Regions from separate parts of the Rattus norvegicus genome. Here regions 1 and 3 are each linked to region 2. Evidence: chromatin contacts called from public Hi-C data. All regions are on one chromosome and are shown on one strand. The core of a region is the stretch at or near the end of the contact, and the rest is flanking DNA. Distances in the headings are between cores, read along the strand shown.

Evidence for each region. Hi-C and Micro-C count contacts between places; a contact is called where the count stands out from the background.
Region 1: a Hi-C map of hepatocytes shows a contact between it and region 2, with 1.6 times the contacts expected there. The contact joins the promoter of Ints11 here to the promoter of C5h1orf159 in region 2. A contact is called at or near these places in 4 of 12 Hi-C or Micro-C datasets (the A7r5 cell line, hepatocytes, kidney and 1 more).
Region 3: a Hi-C map of kidney shows a contact between it and region 2, with 2.5 times the contacts expected there. The contact joins the promoter of C1qtnf12 here to the promoter of C5h1orf159 in region 2. A contact is called at or near these places in 2 of 12 Hi-C or Micro-C datasets (kidney and liver).

What each region holds. Positions count from the first base shown.
Region 1 is chr5:171,759,944-171,763,604 of GRCr8, reverse strand. It overlaps Ints11 (integrator complex subunit 11), which reads right to left and starts at 2,200. Exons shown (of 17, transcript NM_001033892.2): 1 at 2,063-2,200. The coding sequence starts at 2,093. Cptp (ceramide-1-phosphate transfer protein) reads left to right here and starts at 2,339. Exons shown (of 3, transcript NM_001007703.1): 1 at 2,339-2,609.
Region 2 is chr5:171,982,557-171,986,145 of GRCr8, reverse strand. C5h1orf159 (similar to human chromosome 1 open reading frame 159) reads right to left here and starts at 2,176. Exons shown (of 10, transcript NM_001014072.1): 1 at 2,056-2,176.
Region 3 is chr5:171,832,244-171,835,640 of GRCr8, reverse strand. C1qtnf12 (C1q and TNF related 12) reads right to left here and starts at 1,787. Exons shown (of 8, transcript NM_001108000.1): 1 at 1,367-1,787. The coding sequence starts at 1,525.

The DNA of each region.
Region 1 (3,661 bases), core at 951-3,450, 220 kb after region 2:
CCAAGTTTCCTTCCCTCACTACTGCTAGGGCTGACCTACACCACCCACTTACTGCCTTCACATGCAGGTTAGGGGAATGCACCACGGGGAGACAAGGTGCTGTGCTAGGGCCACATGCCCTCCCCTCACCAGGCTTTTACCGCACATCTCCAACTGGCTGTGGTTCCCAACACACTGAACAGAAACAGGCCAGTGCACTGTAGAACACCACTGCTGTTTCCCCAGGCCTTAGACAAATTACTCCTGACCATCTACTGGGGCTGCAAGCCAGTGAGGTTCCCTCCCCTGAGATTTCTTCTGAAGAGGCTGAGGCCTGGCTCCTGAGTTCTAGTGTTGAACGGTGCCACAATCATGTAGCCTTAGGCCAGCCATAAAGAAACATGACTGACCAATAACTGCAACGCAGATAGCCCACTTTGGTCAGTGGGCAGCACAGACCCCATATCACTGAACCCCTAGCTCAGCCTCAATGGGGGCTCCTTCCATGCTCGGGATGATGAAGCAGACACCCCAGCTGTTCAGCCCAAGATACTGACCACACGGGAGACAGCTATCTCCCCCATTTAGTATCTGTTATCTCTCCTGGGATCTGGATCCAGAAGGAGAGACACAGCCCAAGCCTCAACAGCAGTCTGAAAACAACACAGCCTTGTTGCCATCATGGATCCTATAGTTTCCACCTGCCCACTGCAGGCACCAACCACTGTCTTCAGTACACAAACATCATGGTGACCAGCCATGGCCCAGTCTGCTTTCCTTATGAAGCCAGCCACAATGAGGTGGAGTAGCCGTCGGCCTCAGAGTCTTCTGCGGGCCTGCTCCTATATCCTCAAGATGTGTGCTCCCAGAGAGAAAGCTTTTAGTATCCTTCCCCATGGTACCTTTAGCCCTGAAGCTGTGCTAGGACCTGAGGCCCTTAAAGCATTTATAGACAGGGAATGGCTGCGCCTTTACAAGGGTTACCTCACATCACAGGCACCCATAACCACAGGACTACCAAGAATGGTGCCAAAGTGTACATTTTTGAATTACAAAGCCCAGTTCTTGGGCACTAGCAAATGTTCTTCCCAAAGAGACTTACAACTCCAGGGGAAAAATGACGAAGAGAAAACAAAACTGACAAGAAAGCAAAGGATGCTACATTTCTGCATGGAGCAGAATTCACCGTAGGGGGACGAGACAATTAGACACTGAGTGCATTACATGGAGATTGAATAACTGTGCCCAAAAGTTCAGAACTGTGGCAGAAAACAAAACTTTCCCAGTGGGGGCAGGCGTTGGGGAGCCAGATCAATGAATGTGCTTGATATCGTAAGCTAATTAGTGTTTAGACTAGATGGTGGAGGTAGTCAGAACTTGCTTCTGCTAAGGCCCTGTGATTCAGTGAGTTGAGAAGAGTCTCAGTTCTAGCCAAGATAACCCAGAGACCCAGGTCATATGAATAAGAAGGTGCTTCCAACACCCTGCACACGTGTAGGAAGGAAAATGCAGGGTCATTTGGGAAGTTCTGAAATCCCAGATTTCAAACGGTTGTTTTCTCCTTCACAACCATACTATGCTATTGGGGCTTTTAGACGTCTAGATTTATATGCTCTATGATGATTTTAAAAATTCAGGATAGACCAGACACAAAGTCTGATCTGAGGGGTGACAGCAAGCAACCTGAACATGAGAAGCACTGGGAGAAGTGGGAGGTGGGGTGGGCAGAAATGAGAAAGAAGCCCATACAGAGGGGTCTTGAAACAGCAGTCCAAATACAGGACGAGCTCTGTGCTGGATTCAACACCAGTGACAGGTGACACCTGTCCAAGATTCATTTCACCTCACAACCACCTTAAGCAGCCGAGGTAGAGAAGCTGGGCCTCCATAACTCACATCGAGCTCTAGGACCAGGAATCAAACCCAAAGCTCTTCGATCCCCGTGCCAGGCAGAGAAAAGGAAGCACTAGCTCCGAAACGTTCTACTCCGGCTTCCGCTCCTTGGGATGAACAGCTGATAGACGGCTATGGAGATGAAGGGACTCGCCGGACGCCGCAGAAGATGCTTAGGACTCGGACTCACCCAAGGGAGTGACCCTAATTTCAGGCATCATCGAGGAGGCAGGCAGTCTCAAACCACGTTTCCACAGCTCGCGCGCACCGCCCGCAGGAAAGCCTTAGACCTCGCGCGCAATCAAACCTGACACCCAGCCACCGCGACTCCTACAACCGCGCGCAGGCGCAACCGCCAAGACGCCCCCTTCCGGTCCTCGCGCCGGAAACGCAGGCCGATATGTCGAGTTCTAATTGGATGATCAGCAACCAATTGGGATGGCGTGGCAGCAAAGGGCGGGGCAGAGGCTGGGCTTTAGGTGGCAGCTCAAGGTTTCTTCCCAACCGCAGGCTGCGAGCTTGGGGGAAAGCATAGGGATGGGAGCTCTTACCTGACAGTGAACTAGGCAGCAGAGCCATGCCTCTGTAGACCACCGGAACGGAGGGCAAAGATTCGTCACCCACAGCAGCCTAATTATAGCTTTGATCAACCCCCCCCATCACTGACCTTCCCTGCACCCTTTGCCCTCCGCGGGAGTAAAGAACCACCACTCACCCCCCACCGGAACCCGTCTCAGGTGAGATTTGCAGACTTCTTTGCACCACCCTGGCTCACTGCTACGCCTAGGTGTATGTGCTGTGTGCCAGCTTGTGGGCCTTCGGCCGGCTGTCCATCCTGTTTAGAGGTGTTCTGCATCACCTTCCGGGAGCTGGGGAGCTGCCCTCCCTTCCTGTTCTTTCCGGGTTTCCACTGACCATTCTAAGAAGCTACTTGGCTTCTGGCTCAGGCTCTGGGCAGGAAAGCCTGGCTGCGGGATTGTTAGGTGGCCAGAAATGAACTGGCGCGGGGTGGGGGGCAGCATAGAGACGATTTACCCACTGGACAGCCAACAGGCCCTGAGAGAAGGGTGTATCACAAGTTTCTGGGCGTCGCCATCTTTCTGAGGCCCAGGCAGGGCTGTCACTGACACCTAAGTACAAGGTGAGCCCATCTCCTAAGTCTGGAACTTGCAATGGGCACCCAGTGCAACCTATGGGACTCTATCACCACTCCATGGACCGGGAGGGCATGCAGACCACATACCCAGAGCTGAAGGACTGAGGCATAGGACTGTGTGAAGGAAAGAAAAAACTTGCACACAGATGTTGCACACTGGATAGGGATGGGTTTTTGAAGGCCTGGTGGTACAGAGGGTTAGGTCAGGGATCCAGTACTAAGGGACACAAGAATCTCCAGAACTGGTAGTAAGTGTCGGACATAAATGTAATGCAGCTACATCCCACAGGGTTGTTCCTGGACACCAAGGCAAGGCTGTTAAGATAGCAGGAAAGGTATATCCATTCAATATTTGAGCACAAAAGGAACCTGGTGGCACAAGCTTGTAGTTCTAGCTACTCAGAAAGCAGGAAGATTGAAAGTAAAAGGCCTAGTCTGACATGGTGGCACACACCTTTAATCCCAGCATTTGGGAAACAGGCAGGCAGATCTGGGTTCATTTACAGAGTGAACTCCAGAACAGCTAGGGCTACACAGAGAAATCTTGTCTTGAAAAAACAAAAAAGAAAGTTAAAGGCTTGCCTAAGCTATTCTCTGTCCTACATACAAGACACCCTTAGGCACAGTCCCCAC
Region 2 (3,589 bases), core at 927-3,426:
TCTGGTGGTTGAAGAACTGAAAATAAGTGTGCTCAGTCCTAAATAGGACATCTATTTCAACCTTCCCCTCCCCAAGGCTTGGGGAAATTGTGGAAGAGAGGACAGAAAGAGTTTAAAAGCCATGGGATGGGGAATAATGTTGTAAACTGCTATCTTGTGAACATTATGTAACCGTTGCATATGAGCTCAATGAAGCTACGGCTACTTGTGCAAGATCAAACTATCAACAAGATCAGCTAATATTCCAGCAGACAGCGTTAACTGAATTCAACAGGTCACAAAAATAAAAATAAAAAAGCACCAAGAATGGTGGCACAGGCTTTTAATACCCCGGAGGCACAGGTTGAGGGATTCCTGAATTTGAGACCAGCCGAGGCACCGACAGAACTCAACCTTAGTCTTCTTCTGCAAGAGCAGAGAGTATTTTTAATTGCCAAGTCATCTCTCCAGTACACAGTTGGATTTTTAGAAAAGATTTAATCTTAACTAGGTAATTACAGGTTATATATTTATAAACATAAATGCAGGTGCCAGTGGAAGTCAAAAGAGGGAAATGGATCCTAAAGTTGGAGTTACAGGTGATTGTGTGACATGACTGAGACTGGAACTCAGGGTTTCTTGTTGAATACTGGTTCTTAACCACTAAGCCATCTTGCCAGCCACTGCCAGTACCACCACCACCACCACCACCACCACCACCACCACCACCACCACCACCATCTGGTTTTATTAAGACAGGGCTTTTCTCTGCAGCCCTGACTACCCTGAGGCCTGAAACTCAAGAGATTTGCCTGCCTCTGCCTCCCAAATGCTGGGAATGTGTGTCACCATTGCCTGGTAGCAGTGTTCTTTAAACGAGTTACTTTATAGATCCTAATTAACATGAGGGACAAATGCAAGCCAGTTCTGAAGGTTGTGATAGATGCTGTTAGTGGACACAAGAGCTCACCTAAGATGAGCTTAAGCCCACCAAGATAAGTGCTTGCTTTGTTTTGGGGAAGACTATTAAGGTCAGGATGTGGAAGTCAAGAAAAGAAACTATCAGTTGGGTGATGGGGCTTTTGATCCCAGCCTGGTCTACAGAGCCACCCTGTCTCAAAAAGGAAAGAAAAGGGGGTGTGGGGGGAGAGGGTGGTGGAGAAGGGAGAGAGGAGAGGGGAGAGAGGAGAAAGAAAACTTTCTGTATAATTCAGATCTGTAGTTTCTTCTACAAGCTTCTAAAAATAAAAACGGACTCAAATTATTGTCGGGCTCTTAACATAGTTACCAGACTATGTTTGTGACCTGGTTCAACCTGGTGAAGCCCATGACTTTCTTGCAGGATCTATAGTAGAGGAGAAGCAAGGTTTGTACAGCAAGGTCTCAAAATGTGAGAAAGCCCCGGATTCAAATCCTGACCCCCACCCCACCTAGGACACACATGCACACATTTAAAAAAAGGGGGGGGGGGTTGGGGATTTAGCTCAGTGGTAGAGCACTTGCCTAGCAAGCGCAAGGCCCTGGGTTCGGTCCCCAGCTCCGGGAAAAAAAAAAGTATATAAAAAAAAAAAGAACCAACCAACCAAACAAACAAACAAAAAAGCCGGGTTTTGTCTTCTTCGTACACTGCAGTAATACTAAGAAAACCCAACAAGATTACAGGCCAATAGACGCAAGTTAGAAGCTGGCAAGGGCTACGTGGCCAAACCCTTTCCCAAAACAAAAACAAAATACTGGGCTAAGTTCGACACCTTTAAATTTAATAGGCCTACTGAGTTGAGAATTCGGTAAGAATACAGTTGCGTGGAGAAACTACAAGGGCCAAAAGCCTTTTGCGGTAGGATTTGTAATACGCTGATAAGTGGTTCTCACAGCAAAGTCCTCAAGAAGACCACATCCCGTGGCAGGACCTGGACCACTTCATGACACCAACAGACCAACGGAAGTCCCTCATCTCCCACGTCCTGCTCCGCGCACCTCCGTGCTGCCTGCGGTTCATTCTTCCCTTTCAACCTCCCCTCCCTCCATCTGTCCATTCGCGCAACCACCATGCTCCACTCCCGGCTCCATCCGTACCGCCTCATCACTGACAAAATGGCAGGCAGACAGGGTGGGTACTGTCCCGCTAGGCCTTGGATGAGTCCTGGAGTCTGGGCTACCCGGAGCCTTTAACGTGTAGTTGCAGCAGCCACCTCCGTCAGACCTGGGCCTTCACTCACCACACACCAGGCAGGTTCCTCTTTCGTACCGGCCGCCTAGCGAACGCCCCGCGAGCGCCCCCTGGGACTTGTAGTCTCTCATCCTCCCACGCTCAGGCATTGGCGAGGGCTGCTTTAGGCAAAAAAACTACAACTCCTAACGGCCCCCTCGCCCAAGTGCGTTTGTCCAGGATTCTCTCCAGGCAGTTTGGCTTGCATTCGGAGTTCTGATTGGGAAATGTAGTCCAAGAGGACTTGAACCGAGGGAGGGGAAGGGAAAGAGTAGTGTGGGAGAGAAACGACTACATTCCCCAATACTCCTAGCGGCGGCCAATCATCTTAGTCCTTGTTAGGTGGCGAGCTACCAGTGCTTGACTTGATTCTAGGGTATGGGGTGTGACCTCCGCCTTCCTCGGCAGCTCTCCCTTTCAGAGGATCACAAAAGATCTATGAACTGCCCCTCAAGGCTACGGTAGCCTTTGAAATATTTGACTGGCCATAGTTTGTGATTGAGGTGGGGTAGGTGCTTTTCAAACTCATTCAGAACGTGTGGTTTGATTGGCTAGCCCCATAGCCCCATTTCAAAGTGAACACTTTCTCTCTCTCTCTCTCTCTCTCTCTCTCTCTCTCTCTCTCTCTCTCTCTCTCTCTCTCTCTCTCTCTCTTTTTTTTTTTCTTTCAGAGCTGAGGACCGAACCCAGGGCCTTGAGCTTGCTAGGCAAGCGCTCTACCACTGAGCTAAATCCCCAACCCCTGTGAACACTTATCAAGTTCAAATTAATCCTTTTGTAAAAAATCTGGGCTTTCTAATTTATCTTTGGTGTTTCTGCTCGGAGATCTGGACTCCGGTTCCTCCCAAGTGGGAGGCCACACCCACGCTAAGCTGAGCATGGAGCATCTGAGGTCACCAAGTGGAATGTTAGGAGGAGTGGCTACCTGATCACCCTGGTCTCTTTCACTTTGGAGGCCCCAGGTAGTTAGGCTTCTTCACGGAAGCTATCCTAGATGTGCCACACAAGGAGGAGGCATTGTACTTTTTTGCAGTCCATCAACTTACGTCTTCCCTGAAATGGGGTTGGACCATTAGGCAGCACCTGGATAAGGGTGCACCAGGGCTGTGTTTTGAATAAAGATTAGAGGGTATCTGTCGGGCTTGGTCCTTGTTTTCTCTCCCTGGTCTCGAGCCACCAGCAATGCAATGACATCGCTAAGCATTTGCTCTCCACCCGGCCTTCCTCACTTCCTAGATACTGACATGACCTGAGTTTCTCTGATCTGGTAGAGCTGGTCCGACAACTCCGCATTCTTTGCACAACAATAATTTACTCCTCCCTGCAACTCAACCCTAAAACTCAGTGGATCCAAGAATTCAGAGTTAGAGACGTGGGCCATGGTAAAATGGGCTGGATTCT
Region 3 (3,397 bases), core at 538-3,037, 150 kb after region 2:
GGACAATTAGGATGTGGAGGAGATCTATACGTCAGGCCAGCAGTGTGTGGAATGCACAGGACTGTGGCAGCCACTAGCCTAGCTGTGACAGTCTGGTTGTTCCAAGATGTTCCTGCCTTCCAATGAAGTAAGCCAAGGCTTCTGGCACAGTCCAAGGTCAGTCCTGAGTAAGACCAAGGTGGCTGCTGGAGATCCTAATTGGAACTAAAGATGTTCTCTTCCAGACAGGTTAGCAGGCTAGAAAGGACTTGCAAACACTGCTTCCCCCTTGGGTCCCGCCCTGGGACAGATGCAAGGACATCTGCTTGACCCCTTGGCACTGAGAGCAGCACCAGACACTGCTGAGTCAAGGGCAAAGACTACAAGGAGATGTAGAACAAGCCCCACCCCAGCGCAGAGGCAGGGGCACCTGGAGAGTGAGTTCACAGAGGCTCTATCCCTGCTCTATCTTCTCAAACTGTCTACTGTCCTATCTTTGGAAAGACAACCCAGGGCAGGGCCGAAAAAACTGCCTCCACTCAACTGGGTGGACACAGCCTCCCTTGCCTAGTTATCTCCAAGGACGGTTATTCAGGACCCAACACCTGCAGAAGCTACTAATAAGAGAGGTCATAATCTGCCTTCTGCCTGCCCACAGCTTAGAATCCCTCAGCTCTGCTCACTCTGCCTATCAGGAAAATGTGGCCTCAGGCTTGAGGTGCTTTGATGTGGGCTGAGAGGCAGCCAAGCTAGCCAACACAGAGACACCCTAAGAAGGAGAGATGCAAGGATCAAAGATTCAGAGCCAGGAGAATCCTGTTTGGGTCAAAGCTATTTCCCTTCCTGACCTGAGGGCCCACAGGACGGCTGCAGTAGGGACTCTGAGACAAGCGCTCAGGAGATTCCTGTCTCTAAAGGACTGGAAGAACAGGGTACTTTGCATGTAAGTTGCCACAGCAGAAAGGCTACCACAGGACCCCTGGAAAACACAGGGGACAGGTTAGTCAAGCTACTTCCTATTTAGAAGTTATGATACATAAGGTGACCCATTCATTTACCAGGATGCCCGAAGTCCTTTTCTGCCCTCACTTGAGAAAGCAATTATATCTAATGGCATCAGAAAACACACTGAGGCTTCAAAGCGTTAACCGTTGCCCCACCAGGAGTCCCTCTTGTCAGACCCACCAGGCATGGCAGAGGGAAGCTCCCCCACAGGCCAGGGGGACCGTCCTGACTGCAGCAAACTCTAAGCCAGGACCAGTGGTCAAGGTCTTATGCAGAGCAACCTGGAAATAGGAGAGCAAAGCTGTCGAGGTAGGAGGGCTAGTCTGAGCTTTGACGCTGTGCCTAGAGCTGCATACCTACATGCTCCCCTGCCTCTGCCTACCTTGATGGAGCCTGGGAATCCCTCATGGCTGGATGTGGTAATATTGGGAGAATCCACACGCACAACCAGCTGCCGAGGCTTCTTGAGTTCCTGTCGTGCCCGGACTCCTGCAGTCTGTAGCCAGAGGAGAGCTGCCGCAGCCCAGCCCCAAGCCCACATGGCTCAGTCTCCGCAAGTAGAGGCTTAGGGATAGGAGCCCCGGCCAGTGTGCTTATGGGGGCGGCGGCAGGCATTCAGAGCCCCTGCGCGGGGGCGAGGCCCAGGGACGAGCCCAGCAGCCGCTGGTGCATGTCTGCAGGAGGAGTCAGAACTCTTCGTCTTTGCCGTCCTATCCTCCTGCTCAGTGCCCTTGCCGGCAACTCTGCCACCAAAAGAGACCTCCTTCCTTCCTAAGCCTCTCAGGCTCCAAGGGGAGGACTCACACAGGGAACTTCCACCGCATGGAAGGCGGGGTAGGGCAGGGTGGGGCGGGGCAGGGGCGGGACCCCTATGACCAGTGATTCCATCACCCCTTTCTAAGGAGATGGGAGGAGCTGGGTTGCTTCCCCCCAGCCCAGTCTCTGGTCTCCTCTCAGCAGGATTTCTATTTAGTTAAGCTGGGGCTGTCAACTCTCTATGGCATCTTTCATACCCACACCTCCAAGGAGGTGAATCCAAGTGATTCCTTCACTTTAGGAAGCTGTGTACAAATCTCCCAGACTTTACCCCACATACCTCATTCAGGCCCAGAAGCAGCCCTACCCTAAACCACAACAAAGGGCCTGGAAAAGTAGGACTTCATTACCTGGTTGCTTACCCCTCCTAGCTAGTGGTCCTCCCTCTACTTACATGAACCCTACCAGGCTGACCTCGGCACGGAGCCTGGCAATGGAGTGGCTGGTGATCTATCTTCTAGTCTGTCACCCCACTGTCAGTCCCCTAGGCCTGTCTTCTAAGAGATTAGCACAGGCCCAGGTTACACTGCAAAGGAGAACTGGTCCTTGTCCACCTGTGACCAATACAATTTGCCCCTCTAGTACTCACAAGTGACAATGTCAGGTCTCCAGAGGAAGGTCCTTCTGAATCACCTTCAAGTTGCATGTTGGTTAGCTAAGAACAAGCTGAGCCAACGAGTACCTTGGGTTTGGTGATTATGGCCCTTGTGAGACTGGGCCAGGATTCCCAATAGCCAGATGACCTCCAACTGGTAAAAGTAGTGGGTCCAACTCCTCTACAAAGGAACTGGAGCTGCACCCCCTACACACACTGACTGGTTGGTCCCAGTGGGTACGGGTCCTGGTAAACAGAACAGAATGTTCTAGAATACAGCCCCCTCAATTCTCACACCAAAAAAGTGAAAGGTGATCAGCTCCAGGCCACAGAGAAGCTTAAAAAATAAAGCAGGGGTAGGGGAGAATGTAAGGGAAGTGTCCATCCCTCTGCTCCTGGCTCCCAGGCAAACTGTCACCTCCAGGAACAGCTGAAGCTAATCTTGGGAGTGTTTCACACATACTGTCAATGCCTCATGCCCTCAAAAGTGTCTCTGGTCCTTACGTTTACTGGTGGGACCACTTTGGATAAGTACCAGCATTTGATCCCCAACAGTGACCTGTACCGTGTGTGTGTGTGTGTGTGTGTGTGTGTGTGTGTGTGTGTGTCTGTCTGTTCACGCATGCCAAGAAAGACAGCCTCTATGCCCCAAGTTCAATGATCAGTTTTTGGAGAAGGCAAGTGCCTCAGCCCAGAAACCTCTTCAAAGCACCCTGTTCTTCTGATCCACTTATATCTTGGTGGCCCAGCCTTTCTTAGTGTTTCTGGTAATAGGAGTCCCCAGCTCTGTCTTTCAAGCAGTTTATAAGCAGGTAGGCTAGAACTGCCAGGGATACCACAGTGGACCTCATTTTGTGACTAGGGATGGACTCAAGTTTCCAGCTTTCCAGCTTCAACATCTCCCAGCCACAAACAACTTGGAAAATAACCAAAAGAATCCTACTTTGGTTCACGAAAACCCTGATCAAGGTGGCCTCCAGGAGGATCACATACTGGCTCTCA